Regions from separate parts of the Sus scrofa genome. Here regions 2 and 3 are each linked to region 1. Evidence: chromatin contacts called from public targeted proximity ligation data. All regions are on one chromosome and are shown on one strand. The core of a region is the stretch at or near the end of the contact, and the rest is flanking DNA. Distances in the headings are between cores, read along the strand shown.

What was found.
Region 2: a contact with region 1 is called in a targeted proximity ligation map of alveolar macrophages. A contact is called at or near these places in 4 of 47 Hi-C or Micro-C datasets (embryonic fibroblasts, epiblast stem cells and liver) and 1 of 2 datasets of targeted methods (alveolar macrophages).
Region 3: a contact with region 1 is called in a targeted proximity ligation map of alveolar macrophages. A contact is called at or near these places in 1 of 47 Hi-C or Micro-C datasets (embryonic fibroblasts) and 1 of 2 datasets of targeted methods (alveolar macrophages).

The regions. Positions count from the first base shown.
Region 1 is chr5:59,757,726-59,760,425 of Sscrofa11.1, forward strand. All of the region lies in intron 2 of GPR19 (probable G-protein coupled receptor 19), which reads left to right. Among named protein-coding and RNA genes, the nearest start is that of GPR19, 9.3 kb to the left of the region's middle.
Region 2 is chr5:59,931,519-59,934,218 of Sscrofa11.1, forward strand. All of the region lies in intron 3 of DUSP16 (dual specificity protein phosphatase 16), which reads left to right. Among named protein-coding and RNA genes, the nearest start is that of DUSP16, 63 kb to the left of the region's middle.
Region 3 is chr5:59,981,733-59,984,432 of Sscrofa11.1, forward strand. The region is part of intron 3 of BORCS5 (a long non-coding RNA gene); the gene reads right to left. Among named protein-coding and RNA genes, the nearest start is that of BORCS5, 90 kb to the right of the region's middle.

The sequences.
Region 1 (2,700 bases), core at 91-2,590:
GTGCGTATTCAGGAGGGTGATTCAAATGGAGGTGAAGTGGAGGCCAAAGGTATTGTGGCTGTTAGCAGGCTCACGAGTGAAGAGTTCATGCAATTTTAAAAACACAGACACACACACTCTGATGCCAGCATTTTGTCTGTCAGAAAGTTCCTCCCTATCCTTGTCCTTTCTCTTTATAAAATTTGCTACACTTGTTAGAGAGTGTTGACAGGGTAATACAGGTATCTTCTCTATCTCATTGCCTACCGCTGTTTGAATCCACTCTATACCAGATTAAGCCGAGTCAGACTCTGCCTCCTAAGAATTTAGATCAGAACTTTGAGAGACTGGGTCATATGTTTTCTCTCCCCCCTTATTGAAGTATGATTGACTAATAAAAATTATATATATTTAAGGTGTACAGTGTGATGTTTGATAAATGTATACATTGTGAAATGATGACCACAACCAAGACAATTAACACCTCATGTCACTTAGTTACCATTTTTGTGTGTGTGGTGAGAATGCTTGAAATATCTCAGCAGAGTAAAGTATGCATCATTATTAACTATAGTCACCAGTGCTGTATGTACATTAGGTCTCCAGAACTTATTTATCCCATAATTAAAAGTTGTATCCTTTGACCAGTATCTCTCTGTTTTCCCCAATCCTCCAGCTCTGGTAACCACCATTCTACTCACTGATACTTTGAATTCAACTATTTTACATTCCGCATATAAGTGAGATAGATCATGAAGCATTTGTCTTTCTCTGTCTGGCTTATTTTACTTAATATCCCCCGTGTTCATCCATGTTGTCACAAATGGCAGGATTTCCTTCTTTTTAAAGGCAGAATAATACTCCATTGAGTGGTTGTGTGTGGTGTATTTGTGTATCACGTTTTCTTTATCTTCTCATCCATCAACAGACACCATCTCTTGGCTACTATGAATGGTGCTTTGGTGAACATGGGAGTATAGATATCTCTTCGAGACAATGATTTCATTTCCTTTAGCTCTATACCCAGAGGTGGGATTGCTGGATCATATGATGGTTCTATTTTTAATTGAGACTTGGTCATTTAGGTAAGAGCATTGAACTTGTAAGGTGTCATGTAAGTTTCAGAGCCAATGCCACTGTTTGGGGGCCAGTAATCAGAGGGAGCTGCTCTCAAAAGAGAAGCAGATCAATGCAGCTAATTGAAGGAGGGTGACTAGGAAACAGTAGGTCCTGGAGCCTCAGAGAGAAAGAGCCGGATTCAGTGGATACTTGGCCCTGACAGCTTTCTCTCCCTTAACTTCAGTCCCATCTTGGGTCTAACTGCCACTTCCTGTTTTTGAGTTCCCTGCAGTTTCTTCTGAGTCTGTAATATATCCACCTCCTCCTTAGTGGCTTTCTTTTTTCCCCTTAGACAACACTACAGTGTGGCTAGTTGTGTTCTCCCCTTCCTCATGTTCTTGGCCTAATAAGAAACCACATACTTTCCAGAATAGGAACACACACATACGCAGCAGGGACACTTTCTAACTCACTACAGTTTGAGTATGCCTAGAAAATGTAGGTCTCTTACTGATTTCTGGAGTTTTCACCCATGTATAAGCTGTCTATTACTGTGTAGCAAAATTCCCCCAAACTTAGGAACTCAATAATAAACAGTTCTCATTTCTGTGGGTCAGGACTTTGAGAGCAGTTTAGCTGGGCATTCCTGGCCTGGGACTCACAAAGTTTCAGTCAGCATTGTCTGGACTGTAGTCCCGTGTCTAGGGCTGGAGGATCTGCTGCCAAGGCAGCTTGCCTCCCTGGTTGCTAGTTGGTGCTGGTTGATGAGAGGCCTGCGTTTTCCATATATGAACCTCTTCACAAGACAGCTTTCCTGTCCTTGTAACATTGTGGCAGGCTTTCCCCAGAATGAGTAATCCAATGATCCAAGAGGGAGAGACCCAGGTAGAAATTGTCCTTACTATGATCTAGCCTCGCAAGTTATAGAGAAACACTTCTGCCACGTTCTCCTCATTGGAAACAGGTAGTAAGTCTGACCCATATGGGATCTGGCCTTGCTGTGAGCTGTGGTGTAGGTCACACACGCAGCTGGGATCCGGGTTGCTGTGGCTGTGGTGTGGGCCAGCAGCTGCAGCTCCAATTTGAACCCTATCCTGGGAACTTCCATATGCCAGCCCTAAAAAGATACACACACACACAGCCTGACCTACATTCAAGGGAAGTAGTAGTAGGTGTCATATTTGAAGGGGGACATAGCAAAGAATTGGTGGACATATTTGATTATTTTATTTTTTTGCTTTTCAGGGCCACACCTGCAGCATATGGAGGTTCCCAGGCTAGGGGTCAAATCAGAGCTATAGCTGCTGGCCTATACCGCAGCCACAGCAACGCAGGATCCGAGCCATGTTTGCGACCTATACCACAGCTCAGGGCCACACCAGATCCTTAACCCACTGAGCGAGGCCAGGGATCAAACCCGCAACTTCATGGTTCCTAGTTGGATTTGTTTCTGCTGTGCCACAATGGGAACTCCTGGTGGACATATTTTAAAACCACAACTGTTAAATTATAGGAAAAAAAGTGTCCAATTCAGTTTCAAATATAGTTCAATTTCATTACTTAAATGGTTCCTTATAACTCTCCTTTGGATGAAAATGTTTCATCCTTCATGATGCCTCCCAAGGAGGTCCTGTCATCTGAAGATAACATCCATTTGTATGG
Region 2 (2,700 bases), core at 88-2,587, 170 kb after region 1:
TTGCAATTAATTCTGTGGTATGTAGAGACATGGTTTTAGCACAGCGATTGAGATTGCTGGGCTCCCGTCTCAGCTCTGCCAATTGCCACCCTGTGTCTTTCTGAACCTCTCTTTCCTCATCTGTAAAATGGGCGTAATCAAGGCACCACCTCTTCGGGCCGTTGTAAAGACTGAATGAATACTCTTACAGTGCTTAGAGCGATGCTTGTCCCATAGGAAATGTTCAGTATCTCTGTGATTACTTACATTATTTATATAAATGATGACCTACAAGTTCAAAATGGAGTTCAAGTTTGAGTTTCCTCGGATTATCTAGTTTCTCTGTTCTCTGAGAACATTTCCTGGACTCTCTATTTTATTGGATTTAAATGAAAGACCACCCGATGGACTGTTTTGGAGCCAGAATAGGAAAAAATATGAAGACAGTTCTTCAGAGAAATACCAGAACCACCAAAGGTAGTAGAAGTTAAAATTTAAACACATCTGATTAAATTATAATCAAAATAGTGGCTGTCAGTTACCTTGTTAGGTAGATGTAAGGTCGTCAAAGAATGTTGAGACTCTAACGTTATTATTACAAGAACTACTTTGGGGAAAACAACTCGTCTTAAATAACCGCATTATGCAATGAAAAGACTGGCAAGGGCAAAATATTAATACAAACAAAATCATAAATCCTAAACAGTAATAGGTGTATACAAATGCCAATATTAGCTCACTCCTGTTTTGAGATTGTCTCTGGGTTACACTTTAAAAGGTATAGAGATTCTAACTTCATTTCAGGAGTTGCAATGGCCCCAGCATAGCACTTCCTTAAGTGTGAGTTCCCCCGGCTATTAATAGATTGGGGGGTGGGTGGGAGGGGAAATTCCATGGTCAACTAAGTTTAGGAACCTTGAATTAAATGAAAGTAAACCAGTTTCCTTAGAGATACTTTTCAGAGCTTTTAATATGCTCATGTGTGCTTCAAGTCTCCCAGGGAGGTGTGATATGTAGCCTTTCTCTTACTTTTTGGACCACTATCTCCTGTCAACTTCCTGCCGGATGCGGGATGCTGGCTCTGGAGCACACAGGGAAATGGAGCCTTAGGGGCACTGCTTCTTGCACTTTGTCTCACGTGTATTCTACGGAGGGGTAGCTGCAGATCGGGATGGAGGAAGGCCTGCAGACGAGGCTGGGAACTGCATCACTGTGCTTTCAGCATAATCCTGTCCTATTGAGGGGTTGCCCTGTGCGGGCACAGAGCACTGGGGCATGTGAACTAATTCCGTCCCCTGACAGCTCTGTGAGATGGGTGTGATCCCTCTTCCCCTTCCACAGACAGGAAACTAACAGCCAGAGGGCGTAAGTGACTTGGGAAATGGGACACGGAGACCATGGTAAAGGCAGGACAGAACTCCAGTACAGGGCCTGTGCTCCCTCTCCCTCGTGGGGGATGTGTGTGTGTGTGTGTATGTATGTGTGCACACGCACACCTGTGCACAGGGCAGGCTGGTGGTGAGAGAACAGTGTGAAGGTGTGAAATGATGACGACTTTCGTGTGGCTGGAGGGCATGTTGGGAAATGGCAGGAAGTGAAACCATAGCGCTGTTGGGGGTACAGATCCCCAGGGCCGCCTCTTACACCTCAAGAACTTTAGTTAGCTGACCGCTCCTGAGTAGAGACAGCAGAAACACCCGGAGGTTAGGGCGGCACACCTACATTCTGCAGGGAGCGTGTGGTTGTCCTGCTCACCCAGCTTGCGGACTGGGGACCCCATGCTGAGCAGACAGTGGACGCCGGAGTCCAGAGGATCATGCTGGAGTGGCACATAGCACATAACACAGCGGATAATAAGGGGTGCCACCCCCCCCACCCCTGCCCTGCATCCACTCCTCGCACTTTCTTTTTTTTCTTTTAATGCCACACCCACAGTATATGGAAGTTCCTGGGCCAGGACTCAAACCCTGGCCTCCACAGCCACCTGAGCCAGTGTAGTTGGAGTCTTAACTCACTGCACCTCAGTGGGAACTCCTCCCTGCACTTCTGCAGGCTTTGAGGGCGTATTTTATATGCATCTGAAAGTGGGGGGAAAGGCTAATAGAATGTAGCTCAAAGAAATGGAGTAAAAATTTCATGAGATTTTAAAGTCTTATTTAAGGCCTGATGAAGAGGTAAAAATTGGGCCGTTCTGCTGCTCTGTCTTCTTAAATTAACTTTTTTTGTTGTTTTCAACCTTTTTTTCTTTTTTCTTTTTCTTTTTTTGCTTTTTAGGGCTGCACCTGCGCCATATAGGAGTTCCCAGGTTAGGGGTCAAATGAGAGCTACAGCTTCCACCTGTGCCACAGCTCATGGCAGCACCGGATCCTTAACCCACTGAGCGAGGCCAGGGATCGAACCCACAACCTTGTGGTTCCTAGTCGGATTCGTTTCCACTGTGCCACGACAGAAACGCCTGTTTGTTTAACTTGCTAGTGAATTATTTATTTCCATTGAGTTACCCATAATATTATAGTCTCAGTAATATGATGAAAATAATTCCAGAGAAAATACTTTTAATGTTAAAATTTGTTTTTTAATTTAATAGTATTAAATATTAATATAAAATATACACATATTCCCTACCAAGAAAGAAATTCCCTGATGGCCTAGTGGTTAAGGATCTCATGTTGTCACTGCTGTGGTGTGGGTTCAATCCCTGGCCCAGGAACTTCCACAGGC
Region 3 (2,700 bases), core at 144-2,643, 220 kb after region 1:
TCCCTAGTTATTTTTATTAATGTAATAAAACAATGTTTATAACAGTTATAATTACTATTCACGAGTATCAATTAAATGTCAGGCATTGTACTATATACACCATGTATATTATCCCTATTGCTCACAACAATCCTATAGGGAAAATACCTTTCTCCTACTGGAGCTGCAGAATCAGGGAGTCAGAGATCCTAAAACGTGTCCAGGGTCCTACAGCTCATACTAACAGTGAAGACAGAATTCAAAATAGTGCTTTTTTGCCTAATCTCCATCTATCTTTTTTTTTTTTCCTTTTTTGGGCCACACCCAAGGCATATATATGGAGGTTCCAGGCTAGAGGTCAAATCGGAGCTACAGCTGCCAGCCTACACCATAGCCACAGCAAGGCAGGATCCAAGCCAAGTCTGCAACCTACACCACAGCTCATGGCAATGCCAGATCCTTAACCCACTGAGCAAGGCCAAGGATCCCACCTGCATCCTCATGGGTACTAGTTGGGTTCATTAACCGCTGAGCCACAATGGAACTCCTCCATCTACCTTTTCAACAGAGCTCACTAGCTCAAATACCATTTCAACTACATACATACCAGTTTGAGCAATGTGTTCAACACTTTTCTGAAATCCTTGACAGATGAATATAAATGGGAAGTTTTATAGTTTTCCAGCAGAGTGAAAGGATACTTTTGTTTCTAATTTAACCCCACTATTTATTTTCTTAATAACAAAAAGAACAACTTGCCAGACATAACATGAACATTCATACAACATAACCTAAGAGGAGACTAAAGGGAATAAAATATTTGGTAGCAGATAAACTTTAATGACATTTTCACTGGCAAAGACTTGTTGTACACTTTGTACTCTGACCTTTCACTTGTGCAAGCATTTCATAATCCTTGACTTCACTGAGGGGGCTCAGAATTCAGAATTTTAGCACTGCAAGGGTCCTCAGAAATCATTCAATCCCACGCCCCTCACTTTCCAGAGGAAGGCCACCCCCCGAGTGGGTCAGTCCACACAGCAGGCACTGCCAGAGCCAGGGCTGAACTCCAGTTCTTCTGGCCGAAGGGCTCCCAAACCATGCTGCTGTCAGCTGTGCCAGCAACAAGAGATGGCCAGAGACACTTCCATTTCAACAGCTAGCTGTCCCTTGTCAAACGAATTACAACTGTGTCACTACTGTGATTTAGAAGTTTCTCAAGACACCATTCCTGGCCACAAGGAAAACAAAAATCTATCACGAACTGATGTCAAAAATCAAACGGCAGGGTCACACTGAGCAAATGCCTCCTTGTCCTTTGGGAATAGGAACCTGCTCAGTAGGCCAGACCTGCACTGAGGAGGATATCAGTCACAACTGCGCGGGGTTTCTGGGTCCTTCTGGAATTACGTAAGCCCTCTCCAGTTCCGTATTCATCTGCAGTTTCCTGTTGCGCAAGGGACAGACAATGGGCAGACTGTCGCCAGTGTTTTCATTAATTACACCACAGGCTGAATGGCATTGATTACCACATAATGGACATTTTGAAGTGACCCTGTTTCCTTTGTTCAAACAATGTATCCGAATGTCTCAGTGAAGGAACACATTTTATCTGGGTATTCAAGAGAATGAAGACATAGGAGGATCTCGGGAATCTGCATGGCATCCCTGGGCCCCAGGGATTATTTTAGGACTTGTTCAGCTTCCCCGTGCCCCTTCTTACCGTCAGAGGCATAATGTCCAGGCAGGAAGGGAGGAACAAAAGCCGAAAACCTTTAAATGGTTCCCAAAGCCAAAGACATACAAGTCAGGCAGATTATCACCCCCAACCCCCATCAGAAAAGGGCTAGAGAGTGACACTGAAAGGCCACAAAAGAGGAAAAGAGATCAGGGTAAAAAAAAAAAAAAATCAAAGCTTGAGGGCAGAAATCCCACTCTCCTCCAGCCTACCCTGGAGCTGCAGCCTTTCCCTGGACTATGACAGATGCTAGTTCTGAGCCCACAAACACCCTAGAAGACCCTCGGCCGCCTTGAGAAGTCCCTATTCTGCTTCTTCTTTCATTAAAGCCCTCCATCCCTGCAGCCCTCCTGAGTGGGAGGGGGCAGCACGGTCCACTGCCCAGCTTCCCTGACAGTGTCCCTCCGTCCACCTTCACTGCTACCATGGTCCATCCAAGATACTGGGAAAAACCCTTTTCTTAAAAAAGTGATAAACTGGGGAGTTCCCGTCATGGCTCAGTGGTTAACAAATCCGACTAGGAACGATGAGGTTGCGGGTTCGCTCCCTGGCCTTGCTCAGTGGGTTAAGGAACTGGCGTTGCCATGAGCTATGGTGTAGGTCACAGACATGGCTCAGATCTGGCATTGCTGTGGCTCTGGCACAGGCCGGCGGCTACAGCTCCGATTAGACCCCTAGCCTGGGAACCTCTTTATGCCACGGGTGAGGCCCTAGAAAAGGCAAGAAAAGGCAAAAAAAGACACACACACACACACACACACACACACACACAAAAGTGATAAACTGGGAGTATGGGAAAATTAGCTGGCTCTCTTCCTTCCTTCCTTCCTTCCTTCTTCCTTCCCTCCCTTCCTTTCTTCTTTGGCTGAACCCATGGCATATGGAAATTCCTGGGCCAGGGACTGATCCATGCCGGATCCTTGACCCACTGAACACAGGAGGCACTCCCCCTTTTTTTTGGGGGGGGGGGCACTTTCAAAATG